Regions from separate parts of the Sus scrofa genome. Here regions 2 and 3 are each linked to region 1. Evidence: chromatin contacts called from public HiChIP or PLAC-seq and promoter capture Hi-C data. All regions are on one chromosome and are shown on one strand. The core of a region is the stretch at or near the end of the contact, and the rest is flanking DNA. Distances in the headings are between cores, read along the strand shown.

Evidence for each region. Promoter capture Hi-C pulls out the DNA fragments that hold promoters and counts their contacts. HiChIP or PLAC-seq counts read pairs in DNA pulled down with a chosen protein or histone mark.
Region 2: an H3K27ac HiChIP or PLAC-seq map of alveolar macrophages shows a contact between it and region 1. The contact joins the promoter of RMND1 here to the promoter of MTRF1L in region 1. A contact is called at or near these places in 1 of 5 promoter capture datasets (liver) and 2 of 2 datasets of contacts at active chromatin or transcription factors (alveolar macrophages and skeletal muscle).
Region 3: a contact with region 1 is called in a promoter capture Hi-C map of liver, with 6 times the contacts expected there. The contact joins the promoter of SCAF8 here to the promoter of MTRF1L in region 1. A contact is called at or near these places in 1 of 5 promoter capture datasets (liver) and 1 of 2 datasets of contacts at active chromatin or transcription factors (alveolar macrophages).

What each region holds. Positions count from the first base shown.
Region 1 is chr1:13,443,415-13,448,581 of Sscrofa11.1, reverse strand. MTRF1L (mitochondrial translational release factor 1 like) reads right to left here and starts at 2,075. Exons shown (of 7, transcript NM_001244934.1): 1 at 1,792-2,075. The coding sequence starts at 2,050.
Region 2 is chr1:14,792,889-14,798,055 of Sscrofa11.1, reverse strand. It overlaps RMND1 (required for meiotic nuclear division protein 1 homolog), which reads right to left and starts at 2,424. Exons shown (of 13, transcript XM_005659141.3): 1 at 2,274-2,424; 2 at 884-1,097. ARMT1 reads left to right here and starts at 2,733. Exons shown (of 5, transcript NM_001243637.1): 1 at 2,733-2,828. The coding sequence starts at 2,782.
Region 3 is chr1:12,119,294-12,124,460 of Sscrofa11.1, reverse strand. SCAF8 (protein SCAF8) reads left to right here and starts at 2,732. Exons shown (of 23, transcript XR_002338279.1): 1 at 2,732-5,167. LOC110256595 (a long non-coding RNA gene) reads right to left here and starts at 1,884. Exons shown (of 2, transcript XR_002338284.1): 1 at 1,128-1,884; 2 at 1-263.

The sequences.
Region 1 (5,167 bases), core at 826-3,325:
GGAGAGAATGATTACTAAAAGACAGGTAATAACAGCAAAACTGAGATAAGCAAATATAGGGAGTGTTGGTGGGATGGCAGGACATTATTTTGGCAAGAATTTGGTATGATGTTTGATGAAATGGAAAATAAACTTAATTAGAAAAAAGGAAAAGTGAATTCTAGTCCTAGTCCAACCACTAAGGTTCTCTTAGGGCAACACACTCAACTTCCCTGAGTCTCAGTAACCTCAAGAGTAAAATAAAAGATTTGAGCTGGTCTCTAAGGGGCCTTTCAGTTCTGAAATGCAGTGTTCTTACAAGACTACAGAGATGGGAAATAGAGTGTGGAAGTAACCTAATTTAAATACTATATTTTATTTAATCCACTATCCCCCAAACACTATTTTGACATGCAGTCAATATAAAAATTACAGTGTGTATATATAATTTTTATATTGATTGTATGTTGAAATTGATAGTGTTATATATATATATATATATAGTGGCTTCTATTTGTACTTAAAGCTTAGCTTAAGGAATAAAACTGATTTAATTTTCCCCAAAAGATATTTTTTCAATTTTTTAAAAACACTCTGGGCAGCACTTTCTCTTAAATCACTTAATTTAGACTTTCCTTAAGTCTCCCCTAGAAAACTGCCTTAGCCTTCTGTTTTCTCTGGCATCTTCAGTCTTACTCCAGGTTGTTTCTAAACTTCTACAAATGCAGGTTCCTAAACAACAAATCTATTACTATCATTCACTCCCCAGTCTAAAAACTTCTGCTGGCTTCCTCTTACCAACAGGATAAAATCAAACTTTTTAGAGAGTATGTGAGCCCCCTTAAAAAATGGTCCCAACCTCCCCTTCTTTGGTTAACATTGGAGTTCAGTGATTTGGAGTCCTGAGATTTGGAGTCAGTCCAAGCCAAGCTCCATTCCTTACAAGCTGTGTAACCGAAACTGAGTTAATTTTACTTTTATATTGCAAGTTCCTCTTCTATTTCATGAGGCTAATAGAACCTATTTCATAGGGTTTATTAGGTGAATTAGATGAGTTAATAGATAAACCTAAGCAAAGAATGAAGTATGGTAAAGGATCAATAAAGGTTAAAAATATTACATCATCTAAGGGTGGGCCTTTATCCCTGTACAAAGCTTTCTCAGTAAGTTCTTGCTCTCCTAGGTCTTTATTGATACATGTTCTCACTTATCAGCTGTATTATAATTAATTTTCTTGCCCCCAGGAGATTGTGACCCTCTCTAGAACCTTGCTACCCAGTGCATGGTCCATGGACCAGCAAATAGGCATCTCCAGGAGCTTGTACAGATGCAGAAACATGGCCCCATCTAGATCTGAATGGACACGAATCACTTGGGAAACTCGTTAAAAACCTATGTTTTTAGGTCTCAGATTCTGAGTCTGGGTTTATTTAGCATGCACCTCTCCTGTCACTTGCAGGTAGCCTCTTTACCACAGTTGGAGGTACACTGCTCTCCAGCCCATAACAGGAATAGTGCCTGATTTTGTGTGTGTGTGTGAGCTAATGATCTCCTGCTATTAAATACATAACCAGTAAGAGTCAACTTAAGTTCTGTTAAAGGGCGCAGAGCACTGTGAAGGAAGCACAAAGAGAGGACAGGTTCACAACCCATATAGTGATGCCCTCACCTCTGATGTAAATGAAATAGGGCTGCAACTGAGTAAAGACTTAAAACTCAAAGAGATTGTGGACCCTTGACCAGCGGCTTAGTGGAAAGGGCAAAGAGTCAAGAATCTTTTCTGAATCCCGCTCCCCTAGGCCCAGCCCTTACCGTGCAGCAAGTGCTCGGTCTCCTGCAGCTCCCGCTCCTTCTCTGTCAGAAGCTTGGCCACCGCCACCAGCTCAGGCCCTCTGACCTGCAACGGGGTTTCAGACCCTACCTGGCGCTCGAGGAAGGTCCGCAGGGGTCCGCTGCGGGCGAACAGCTCCTCCAGCGGAAGGCTCCCGCAGCTCATGTGTCGGCGGGCCGGGCCAACAGCCCGGTGGGCCCAAAGGCCCCGAACAGCACTCAAAAGAAGCCGAGACCGCATCCCTAAAGCCGATGGCCGAGGGCGACGATAACCGGAAGTTCCGGACAGAGCAAGTCTCGCGACACCTCGCAGCTTGGAGATAGGGGCGGGACCTAGCCGAGCCCCGCCCAGCACACGCGCTTGTCCGAAGGGACCTCCCGGAAGTCTGGTTAAACTTCCGGGTCAGGCATCGTTAAACGCCGCTTTGTTCCCGGAGGTCGGAACTTGAGGGGGCCTAACAGAAAGTGGTAGGGGCGTGTCCGAGAGACCGTGTGCACCGCCTTTACAAGGCTGGGTCAGACGTTCCTTCTTGAAATGAGCCGGTTCGGAATGTTGGGCTGGAAGGGGAAAGCGATAGATTGCCTTTACGTTTTCTGACGGCGATGGTTTGTTTCCCAAGCACTCAGGAGCTCAAGTATCGCAATGAAGGGCAGTCTAGTGTCCGCTACGGGGGCCGAGGTCAAGGCACGGATACTCTCTCCAGTGCCAGCCTGGACTGTCGTCTCCAAGAGCGAATTGTAGGATGGTCATCAGTGTGTATATGTGTTAACTCCTCTTGCATTTTTCCTGTTCATGTTTTACTTTTCGGCGGTGGCTAAGGCTCGCATTTAACGAAGATGTGGTAAGCGGACTCGAAAGCAAACAGAGTGATTTGCCAAAATCTGCTTTCCTGCCCTTTATCGTCCATTTAATTTACCTACTTTTCAGCGACTTTCTTCCACACACAGTTTTCCGCCCATTCCCACTTATTGCTTGTTACCCAGCTACTTTTTTAAAGAGGTTGAGCCATTCCATGTTCCAACTTAGCACAGCCAAGAAAAATCTTCAGAGCCCCGTCGCCGGTAGCCCAAACTTCTGATAGTGGCTTAGTGCAAGAAATACTGACATTTATTGGTATAATGCTTTCGCATTTTTCAAAAGATCTTTTCATAGCTCATCAGAGGAATATATATGAGAATAAAACAACTAAGACAGGGCTGGGGATGCACGGGCTGAAAGCTCAACCTGAGAACTCTCACTACCTAACTAGCTGAGGAAGGGCTTTCACGTGGTTTTTTAACTGTACAGAGAACTGACCTACTGAAAAATCTTCTAATTTATTATTTTTTAAAAATAGTAAAATACGGAAGCCCTTAACAAAGTTAAGTCATCCAATCAACATTATTGAGGTTAAGTATAAAATTCTTATAAAATGAATTTGTATTGACTCTATTGACTCTATTCATTTCTTTGCTCTACATATAAAGGGAAAGTGAAGTAGAAGAATGAGCTGACTCTCCAGATAGTATAAAGCCAAAATAGGTTTCACTACTTAGAAATTTCAAATTAACTCAAATTTTCTTTCGCTTTGAATGTGTATTAAAGCCACACTACTTTATAAAATTGTTTTGCTTTAAAATGGTGATTGGTACCCAATTTTAAAAATTCTCATCCGAGTATAGAACTGGACTGATTAGGTTGACTGTATCTCTTTTAGGAACAGTTATTTCCCAAGTCTAAACTCAACTTTGAATATTTTTTAAAGCATAGAAATGGTGGGAGCTATTCGAACTCAAATCTCAGCTGAATTCTCAAGTCATTTCAAGAATGTACTTTTATTATTTATAAAAGGTGCAAAGATGTAATATGCAATAAACTTAGAGACCAGCGGAAAGAATCCAGCCAGAAATTATTTTACCTTGGATGTGTGAGCAAGTTAAAAAATACAAGAGTACCCTTACTCCTACTGTATTACACCAATGAAAAAACAGTAACTTTTCTCTAATGATACATTGGTGATCTCTTTATTAATTCAAAACATTTTTAAGAAGTCAGTGTAATGCATGTGCATTTTACAATAATATCTATAGATTTCCACAATATAGTCAAATGAAAACAGCTGTAGTTTGACTTACTTTGAAAACTCAAATAGATATACTTAGTTTGAGATTTTTGAATTTTCTTACATTACTGTCATGCTCAAATTCCATTACAAGTTGAAAATTCTAGCATTTTCAGGAAGTCTGTTAGTGTACATAAGTAAATAATAAAATAGGGGGCATAAAAATCCAAAACAATTTAAGTGGAAGAAAAATAATCTGGATTATCTATTCAACTTGTAAGTACCTACAGATATTCTGGCATTTCAGAATAACCAAAGATGGTGTCTCAAGTTGTATTCATGCATTCAAAAAGTCTCTGTGGTCCACTAATAAATATTGGTGAAGTCCAATATATGGATATAGATTATTAAGTATAGCGAACATGGTAGCAAAAAATTAGACACGTTCAATATGATAAATTTTACAGAACCAAGCACATTGAAATTATTTTTAATATTTAACAACATCCTAAAATCATATACAATAAACATTATTTATGACAAATAGGTTAAAGCAAGAGGGAAAATTCAGGTTTTTTACATTATTCCAGTATTCAGTGTTCATTGTTCAGTGGACGGCAATATAGAAAAGTACTCAGCAAAATGATCATTGATTTAGGTTACCTCTGACCACTAGTACCACTAAAATCTTCACTACACAAGGGGATAGAGGATGAAGATAGTTCCAGGGAAAAAGTTCACTTTCACCTCCATTAAGTGAATATTCAGGCTAACACTATTTTGGAGTTTTATTTTCCCACTTCAACGTTCCAGTTCATTTTATATTTTTTTTCTTCATAGTATTTGTTAGCATTCTTTTAATGGAAACTAATAGCAGTGCTGAGGAATCTGCTCCGAATATTTTTTTCTTTTAGTGTAATGCTCATAAATTTACCTTAATGTAGCCTCTTTAAAAATGTATTACTTTACAGTGGGAAAACCTAACAGACCCTACCTCAGCCAGGTGCTGAAGTTCAGTATCGACAATAAGTCATGATGATGGTATATACCTTTGATACCATGTGATATGAATGGCACCTCTGCGGTCTTCCTTCCAGAAATCAGTAACACCTGTCCAATCATGGGGAAAACCTCAGACACATTCCAGTTGAGGGACATCTTACAAAACAGTAGACCAGTACTACTCAATACTGCCAACATCATCAAACACAAAGGAGCGTTTGAGAAAATGTCACAGCCAAGAGGATGCGTGATGACTAAATGGAATCTGCTATTTTGAACAGAATCCTGGACGGAAAAAAGGCATAAGGTAAAAG
Region 2 (5,167 bases), core at 1,175-3,674, 1.3 Mb before region 1:
CGAACGTCTACCAGCTCTTGCCATTATCCACCTGCCCACTATTGCTTTTGTGCCCACATACTTTGTCTTCCCTTCTACTGCTACAGATGAGGTGCCTGTGGTCCCAGGTACAGCCAGGTCCTCTGACCACCGAAGGCCTGGTTAAGCCCTTCTCCCCTCTCCCTCCCATGCTATTTATTTTTCTCTTCTTACTGGCACATTTCTATTAGCAGAAAACTAGGTTCCAACTTCCTCCATCTTATCCCAACAATTCTCCCTGACCCCATCTTCCCCTTCCATATATACCTTTTCTTTAAGCGTCTTTCCTTTTAGAGGCGTTTTACTCTCTGTCTCCATCTCTCTTTTCTTTTTAACTCACTCAAATCAGGCTTTCATCCCACCTGTCAAGGCCAGCAGTGACCTCCATATTTCTAAGTCCAATGGTTACTTCTCAGTCTTCATTTTACCTGACTTACCAGCAGCATCTGATGCAGCTGATCACTCCCCCCAACCACCCCCATGTGCTTCTAGGGTACCACACTGGCCATTTCCATCCTACCTCACTGGTTGGACCTTCTGTCTCTTTAGCTGGTTTCCCATCCCAAGAATGTAATGCACCAAGGCTCAGTATTTGGGTCACTTTTCTATTCTCAGCTCCTGGTGCTCTTACCCAATCTCATAGTTTTATATACTATCACGCGTTGATGAAGAGCAAATAGTTGTCCCTAAACCACTCGGATAAGCATGACAATGTGCAACATGCTCAAAACTGAGCTTTTGAAAACTTCCTGCACACCCTATTCTTGCCAGAGTCTCTCTGACTCAGGAAATCCCAATCACAGCTTTATCTTTGCTAAAGCCCCAAACCTGCAATCCCCCTCATGCTTCTCTTCACTCTCCATACCCGTGTGTCAGCAAATCCTCCTGGCTTTGTGTGACCTCAGCACCAGCACTGCCACTACCCTGGTCCAAGCCGCTGTCTTTCCCAAGAATCATTGTCACAGCTTCTGAACTTTTTTCTCAGCTCTGTTCTTCAGACTCTTCTCGACACAGCAACCAAACGTCAGTCAAATCACATCTTCCATCTTCATAAAATGTGATGCCAGCCTCATATTTCCCTTGAAATAAAAGCCAAAGACCTTAAAATGGACTGTATGGCCCTCCATCCTCTGGTCCTTTATCATAACCCTAACATCTCCTACAGCTTTCTTCCCTCCTTTATTTTGCTCCAGTCACTCTGGCCTCTGCATCTTTACACTTACTTTGCCTTCCACTCTTCGCCCACATATCTCTAAGCCTCATTCCCTTATCTCCTTCAGACCTTTGCTCCCACGTCTCCTACCCAGTAAAGTCCTCCTTCCCCAACCACTTCATTTAAAATGCACATGAGAACGCACATTCTGGCCTGCTCCACTTTTTATTTCTCCATTGCACTTAACATTACTTGCAAACACTTTGTTTTGTTTTTGGCTTTGCCTGTGGCATATGAAAGTTCCCAGGCCAGGGATCTAACCCAACATCAGATCCTTAACCTCTAGGCCACCAGGAAACTCCAATACTTTGTGTTTTAAATTTATTAAACAAATTATGAACCGAGTTCCTACCCTGTGCCAGACATTGTCCTCCCTGCTAATACAGATGAAAATAAAATAGATAAAAATCCATATCTTTTGAGGCTTACATCACAGTGGGGGGAAGAGAGATAACAGACGTGGTAAATAAAATGTACATGAGAGTGACAATGCTAAAGGGGAAAAAAACAGAAGAGGGAAGGAGATCTTTGTCTCTCTCCTGTAGCACAGAAGTTTCTTGAGGATAAAGATTTGTCTATTGTTCATGCTGCGTCTTCTGTGACCACAGTGCCCAGCACACAGGAGGTAATTCAATTCATATTTTCTGAATGAGATACAAGGCAGCTATTCTGTTCTTGGACACACTGTCTACTTTTTAAGAACAACATACCAACTAAGAACACTGTATCAGCCAGGCTACGATTCAATGGATAAATGGCGCTAATCTTTGCGAGCATGTCTTCCAATGCTTTACGCCGTTCAAAAGTATTTTATCTTTGCAGTTACCGCTTGCATTGGTTCAAAAAAGGGTTCAGTATGTGTGCATTGATGGAGTGCTTTTTTTACTCCCAGCCAAGTCGACCAAAGATCACTGTAATAGGCAAGGGCCATCAACGTACCGGTGAAACCTGTGACGCTAGAGGTTCAGGTCTGCGGGAAGCAAAGGCGGGGAGCGTTATGCCGGGACCGTGCAAGCTCCCAGAACAAGGCAGTGGCACTAACCTCTCCGCCGGAAAAGAAGAGGGACCCGCCAAGGGTGCAAATTTCCGCGACCCCGCCGCAGCCAAGTGTCGCGAGGCAACAGCCAGTATCAACCCGGACCTCCCGCCCCTCCCAGCGCCAGGCAGTGCGCAGGCGCACAGAACTCCAGACGCCGCCGAGCGTAAGGCGCTGGCTCCACGTGACCACAGGACCACGTGACCCCGTGCCACCGTGACCTTTTCCGCTCCCGAGTCCCTGAGACCTCCCGGTCCCTGCTTGCTTCCGCCTTCCGCCCGCTTCCTTATTCCGCTTCTCACGTCGCCCTCAGCTGTCCCCGCCTTCGCCCCCGGAAGATCTCCGCGTCCTCAAGCTGGCCATTGTTTGTCTCTGCTATGGGCACCAAATAAAGTTTTTTCATTCAAAAGCATTTTTTAACCCGCCTCCCTCCTCACCTCAGCTCCTCCCTCGCGCCGGCACCTCCTGCTTTCCTGCGTCTGGTGAAACCCGAGAGTTGGCGCGGGGAACGCGGATGGTGATGGCGGGGCCTCCGAAGTCTCTCTCGGGACAGGACGTAGGGTTCGTGTCGCTTTCCTCGCTCACTCCTCTTCCTCCTCCCCGCTTTTGCGGAAAGCTGGGCCCCATCGGGAGCCGTCGGGCCCCAGCGGGGAAGCGGCGCTGTGCGGTAGGCGCCTGCTCCCCGCCGCCCGCGAGTTCCATCGCACCGTAGGTCCTGCTTTGCGGCGGCGGCGGCTGGGTTTCTAAGGACTCGCGTGGAGGCGAGGGCAGGGCGGCCGCTCGCTGGGCTCCAGGCTCGGATAGGCTTTGTAACTTCTTCCTTGCAGTGATTCGTGATTTCTTCCCTGCCTGCACCGGCACGGACTGCGAACCCTGACTGAAGATCTCCGTTTACCCCGGCGTCTCTGCAGTGATGGTTCGCGGGTTTTTAGCCTTATATTAATTTGTATCAAACAGTTATGTTTTTAAAGCGGTTCGAACTGTGGTTTTTTTTGTTTTTTGTTTTTTTAACTCCCGCATGATTGTCTTGAGAGTGTATGCCCGCTTTTAGAATGTTGCAGCGGCTGGTTTTAATTATATTTTATTTAGTTAATGAACCTACTTTGCAGGGGGTTAAAGTTCTCTACAAAAGCTGGGGGGGGTCCTCAGATCGCTGATCAGATTAATTCATAATCCCACTAAAAAATTACTGTACCTTCTTGCCTTTTAGGCTTCATGTTATAGATTCCATTAAAAATATATCTATCTGTATAAATTGAAAGGCCTAATTTATATTTGAGATATGTCCTTACGGCAAAGTATTGCAAAACCCAAGAACACTTAGAAGAAATTGTACCGGCAGTAGAGGGAGGTGAGAGAGGCACCAGTGTCCCATGATTTAAGCATGTGCTCAGCTTCAGGGTCGTGCAAATATAGGGGTTGTGTGTGTCTAAATACTGAGCCCGGGCGCTCTGCCTTCACTCTAGTGCTGACCTGAGACCTTAGCCTTAGAGATGCAAGCCTCTGGAGACATTTAGTAGGTGGAAAAATAGTAATACTTTCCAAATAAGTAAACCTCAGAGGACTAGCACTTCTTTTTCTATCTGCTGCCTTGGGAAATTCAAGTGTCATTGATTTAGTATTCTTTCTCTTCTTCCAAGGAATTAGTAGTAATTCTTAAAAGTTAAATTCTGATCAGAGCAGTTAACTCTGCATATTAAAATCTACTCGCTGTAAAACACCACAGAATCAGGAAGCATTTTTGCAATTTTCTTTGTTTTATATTTAACATTTGAGGAAGTCTTTTAAAGAAATACTCAAGGTATAATCCTATTTTTTAAAATTTGCAATAAGGTATTTGAGTTTTTAAGAAGATCCCGCATTAAAGTAGGAGATTTGGGCAGCAGTATTTCAACTTACTTTGTTTTTACTTTGCCTCTGGTGATCTGAAGATATAAATGACCTGATCAGCTAAGTTTTGTGCTTTTGATTTAAAAACTGCACAGAATTTCATCACTTACTGAAGTCTTTTTTCTAACTCATTCATGTATTTCCTTAAACTAATTATGATAAAGTGATAATCGTTAAATCTTTTTGGGGGGCTGACATCGTATAGTTTTTTAAATTGAAGTGAAGTTGTCAGTGTTGTATTAATTTCAAGTGTGATAATCTGTACATCTTGATTTTTGTATGTTTAAAATCAGGAATATCTTTAGTTTTTAATTCAAGTATACCCAAGTCATCTCCAGCTTTCTTCATTCTTTGACACTTCTACAAAAATCTCTAATTGGAATTCCATCCTGGCTCAGTGACAACGAATCTGACCAGCATCCGTGAGGACTCAGGTTCCATCCCTGGCCTCACTCAGTGGGTTAAGGATCTGGCGTTACCATGAGCTATGGTGTAGGTCGTAGACACAGCTCGGATCTGGCGTGGCTGTGGTGTAGGCTGGCAGCTATAGCTCCAATTCGAGCCCTAGCCTGGGAACTTCCATAGGGCTGCAGGTGTGGCCCTAGAAAGACAAAAAAGAAAAGAAAATCAAATTTTCCAGTTGGGAGAGGAAGATGATAATATGCCTTAATTTTATTTAGGGTAGAAGAGGATGGAAGGAGTTATTGGGCAGATAGAGAAGACAGCAAGAAAACCTTTGGAAAGAATTAAATTTGACTAAGAATATAACACAAGAGAGAAGCAGGCTCATAAATGTCTTTCATTCTTTATGTTTTTCTAGCACAGTAGAGTCTTTCAGGCAGTCTTACATCCATTGCCTCATCTTTCTAAGAAGTCACTTAGTAAGTAATAGACCTGGGAGAAAAGTCTGGATAATTCTTTTTCTGTCTCTCTCTCTCTCTCTCTGGTTTTGTGTGGTTTTTTTTTTTGCTTTTTAGGGCCACTCCTGTGACATATGGAAGTTCCCGGGC
Region 3 (5,167 bases), core at 1,483-3,982, 1.3 Mb after region 1:
TAAATACATAAACTACAGCTATGGGCATCGCCTTTTTCAAGGGTAGGGGTATGTGTGGTTGTGCATAAGCTTTGCACTTAGTCCCTGCACTGGTCCTCCCCACTCCCCGCAGCCCCCTCTAACCCTCCTCAATTTTCCCTCTTGCTTTATCTCCTTCTCACTAAAAGAACGTGCTTCATTTGTTCTCTGCTTTTTTCCTGTTCCTTGATCAAAGTATGCCTCCTGCAATCTTTCTGAATGTAGAAGCTTTGTGAAATGAAGTCCTATAACATATTAAGCACTGATTTAATTCTTTAGCTGGTACTGCATCTTAATCTCTCAGGCCTAAGTAATTCCGTCAACATTCATTAACGAATGACTGAATAAAGGATCCCTCTTAGGCCAGAGCAGTGACTGTTCTGCATTAGAATCTGGCGTGATTACAACTGAGTGGGTATTTCTGCAAGTCAGTGCATGCTACTGTAGATGAACTGATGGGGAGAGACCTCTTGCAAGAGGAAAGGACAAGGACCAAGCCATGGAAGAATGAGAACCACAGCACCCCACTAAGGGCAGAGGCACCCAAGTGTCCCAGGAAAGAAAGTGCTTCGTGTTGTCGGGGAATAAAGGGGACCAGTGTAGCCAGAGCAGAGAGCAAGGGGGAAAGTATTATGAGCTGAGGTAGGTAGGGCCTTCGGGTTCTGGGAAGAGCTTAAAGTAAGATCTGAAGTGCAAGGGGAAAGTTTTAAACAGATTTAAGCAAGGGAGTGAGTTGATCTGATTTTTGTCTTTCCAAAAAAAAAAAAAAAAAAAAAAAATCCCTCTAGCTACAATCTGGAGAATGAAAATTAGGAAGATAAGCAGGGACATTAGGAAGCTACTGCAATTGTTGGCAAGAGATGGTAACGGCTTGGTCTATGAGGATGGGAGGCAAAGGGAGATGGAGAGCTTTGTGACATCATCAGAAATTTTGAAGGTGGAAATATAAGCTCTTAATGGATGACGTTATCCCTCTTTGATTCTAAGTAGCCAGCCCCAATGTTAAAGACGTTAACGAAGCAGACTCTAAACAGCAGACCCGAAGAAGTCGAGAAGGGCTGGCTTCCTCAGTTTCACACAGCTCGGGGCTCAGCTCTCACAGAAAGTACCTTGCTTCCAACGATCCTCGAATAAAACTCTGCTCATCTTCCTCCCTTTCCTTTGCGTGAACTTGAGAGAAGTGGTTGCTTGAAAACGATTCTAAGGCGGTGTCTGGGGCTCACGGATACACCTCCGACTTTTAAATATTTGCTTTTAGTGTGGTATCGGTTATTTTACATTGCACGAGGTGAGAAAGAAGGCATTTTGCTAGCAGCACCTCCTGTTTCATCCAGGAAATCTGTATGCACCCGTCTCTAAACAACCTAGGGCAAGATTCCTTTAGAATAATTCATCTTCTGTAAAAGATGAGTTCCCTTTCACCTATGCAAATCTCGTGCGCTCTGGGAAACCGCTTCCCGCCCTACAGACAAATGCACTCATTGTCTGTACCACGCCAGTCCCCCCGGATTTTATGCAGCGTGCATTTCCTGCACTGAACTGCTTGCTGGTTGCAGGCGTGCTTCCCTCGTCCCCCTGCCCCCAACCGGATCCAAAGCTTTTGTTTTTAACGTTTTCTCTAGACGCCAGGAAAATGCTTGGGCACGTCGTTACTACATAAGTGTCTGGCTAGGAACTTTTCCGGCTGTTAACCTTTAGGTCACTGTCCAGTGAAGTTCTGAAAAGCATCGAAACCTCATGTAAAGGGGCCAATCCACATGGAAACATTATTGCCTAAACTTGCGGCTTTGTAGGGGGGCATCTGGGTTTTTCTTTGAGCGACGCTTTGCAGTGGCCCAAAGGGCAGCGGCACTCACTCCCTCTGCGGCCCCGCGTGGGTAGGGGGTGAAGCGCGGGGGCGGGGGCGGGGGCGGGGATGGGAGGGTGGTCCTGGGCCGAGCTGAGCCGGGCCTCCGGACGGCGACGCTCTGGCCCGCGCGCGCTCGATGGTTCCGCGCGGCAGCCCGGGCCCGCGCGGTGCAGTCGCCAGGGGGCGCGCTGGCCGGTGCCGCGGATCTCCAAGCTGCGCGGCCCGACTCGTGTCCGCCATATTGGATGCCGCAGCCACTGCTGCCAGCGCTTCCTCCTCCGTCTTCGCGGTGCGCTGCTGGTTCCTGCGGCCCGAGCGGCGGGGAGGTGAAACAGGAGCCTGTCGGAGGCAGAGGAAAAAGGGGGTGGAGAGAGTAGGGGACCCCGGCTAGAGGGTGGAGGCCCGAGACCGAGCGGGGCGGAGAAGAGCAGGCGCCGCGGCCCAGCCCCTCCCCCGCCCGCTGCCGACCCGCCCCGGCAGCGCCTCTGTTCCCGGGACCGGCGCTCCGCCCGCCCTAGCGGCCATGCCGGGGCCTCGCTGCCCCTGAGGGAGCCCTTCCCCGCCAGTGCTTGCCCTTCCCCTGCTGCCCGGGGTCGCAGCGGTCCGGCCTCCTGCCGGCGCCCCCTCCTCGCGGCCGCGCAGCCGCCCCCGTCTCGCTCTCCCCACCCAGTGCAGTGGCCGCCGCCTCTTCCGCCGCCGGGCTCCGGGCCTCTGCACCGACAACATGGAGGCTGTGAAAACCTTCAATAGCGAGGTTGGTATTGCAGTCTAGCCTCCCCCCCCCCCCCCCGCCCGGGACGGGGCCGCCGCTGGGAGGGTGGGCACGGGCCCGCAGGGCTTTTCTGGGTGGGGCGAGTGGCGGCCTAGCTGTGTCCGTGGGGGAGGGGTGCTTCTCTGCCCCGGCGCCCCTCCCCCAATTCCGGGGAGGGGAGAGCTGGGGGAGGGCCGCCCCGGGGAGGAGGGAGGTTCCGGTGTCTCCAGCATCCTACTGTATGGCTGCGAGGCTGGAGGGAAGGCTCGCTTGGGCCCTCCCCCGGAGATTCCCGGCTGGTCTCTCCGGGTCAGTTCCGCCGAGGCCTGGCCCGCCCACCTCTTTCCTGGGCCTGCGGGATTTTAACTGGAGGCCGGGCTTCGCGGCCCAGACCTTCCCTGGGTCATTAATAAGGCAGGCACCGATTGGGGGTAGTGCTGGAAGAGCCCCTACAGGGGTGATGATTTGTGGTCACTTTGCACATAGTGTTTGTTTATAACTGAGATACCGTTGGCTAGGTAACCTGCCAACTAGGGACCTAGGCTAAGCGGATGGGTGATCGAGAGGCGAGGGTATTTTGCATTTTGGTTATCCTGCAATTCTCCTATTCTTACTCCTCCTCATCGTCACGACAGAAAGGCACACATGGCAGGGAGAGCTGTGCAAGCAGGCAGAGAAGGAAGATGCTGGGGAAGCATTTCCCACGGGCTCATTCACAAGTCAGATAAAAGGCTAGATGTTTAACATGCAGGTGTCCAGTTTTCACTGTTCAGTTGAATTTACTCGTCTGAAAGGAGACAAGTTTCGATAAACTATCACAATTTTTTAAAACTCTGACTTGAATACACCGTAATGTAAACATTAAGCATAGCAAGCACATATCTACAAAACCCAGAGTTATCCTTACCGGTGTGCCTAAGATGAAAGTATTTTAATGTGATGTTAACTAAGGTCGCATACATTTTAAGGACTTTTGATAGGGAAGTGCTAATAATATTCTGTTCAGTAGTGTAATTAACAGTCTTAAATGTTCACTTCTTAAAGTACCAGACTTACTACTGTGATAATCTGAACAAGACAATACTTTAAAAAGCTCTTACAGTTTTGTTTTTTTTCCTCCGTCTCCCCCCCTTTCTTCCTCCCTCCCTCCTTCCCTCTAGAATTGGCATTTGGGAAGCTTAGCAAAGAGGCTAAAAGTTCGATAAAAATCACGTGAATTAGACTCTCCGTATTAGAGTAGATAGCAGTGATACAGGTCCATGAGAGCAAGCAGTCTTTTGAATACTGGATTTTCTTTTCTTTTTGATTGCTTCCTTTTACAAATCAGAGCAAAGGACATGGGAATCTTTTCCTTTCACTTTATGAATATATAGCTGATAATTTGTGTCAAATTGCAAAATTTGGTTCGAATCCACAGTACTCTAAAGTACCAGACTTAATTACTGTGATAATCTGAACAAGGCAATACTTTGAAAAGCTCTTAGTTTTATTTGTTGTTGTTTTTTTTTTCTCCGTCCTTTAAAGTCTGGAATAAAAATTGAGGATACTGTGTTCCAATTTATTGCTAATAGTTTCAGAGCTCTTCAGGGGGAAAAAACCCCACAGCTCTATGTAGCCTTTTTATTTGCTACATATAGTGCTACAGCACTAATAGAATGTTAAAGTGGTTTGTTTTGTTTTTTAAGTGTGAAGAAAATCCTGTTTCCTTACAGTTATTTTTTTACCCTACCTGTTTTTGATTGGTGTCTCTCTCGTGCGTGGGGGGCGGAGGGTCCCAGTGTGTATCCTCCATTCCCAGTCTTCCCCACCATGTGGGAGATATAATCAAGTGGTTTGCACTCTGTGGTTGGTCACAGTTGGGCACAGTGGAGTAGACATGTTACGGTTTTTCATTTCAGTATTGACTTTAAGGATGGGGGCCTGACATATCTGGCTAGCTTCATGTTTCACCTCTTTTCTCATCTAATTTTTACAGTAACTTGAGAGTTGTAGTAGCATTCCCATTTTAGTGTATGTAGCACTCTCCTCATTTCCACACATGGATTTTGAAGAACTTGAAACATCTTTTAACTCCTTTATTTACTAATATGCTCAGACTTCACCATGTTTGAAAATGGGGTTGATTTAAAAATAGTAGCAGTACAGAATCAGAATTAAGGAAGGGAAATCTATTTTGAAGAAGATTCGGAAGAATATACCGTTTTTGTTTTAAAAACAAAGTACATAATCCTGATAGTTTTTTATAATGTTTGCTGATGTAGTAAAAACTTGTTGTCTCAAGTAAGTACATAGTAGGAAATAGTTCAGAATATTTTTCCATTAAATCATGTGTTGCAAAGTGCAAAAATAAAAAAGGAATCTGAGTTACAGGATTAGGAGAAAAGGATGTTTTGGAATGTTTACCTACAGTGAATTTGGCTTTTAAAGGCATCTGTCCTTGGGCTGAGCCCAACAAAATTTTCTCTGCCAAATTTAAAGGTATATTTGAAGTATTGTCAGGAAATTCCATTTACTTTATAAGGCACCACAATTTAGCTCTAAGCATAATG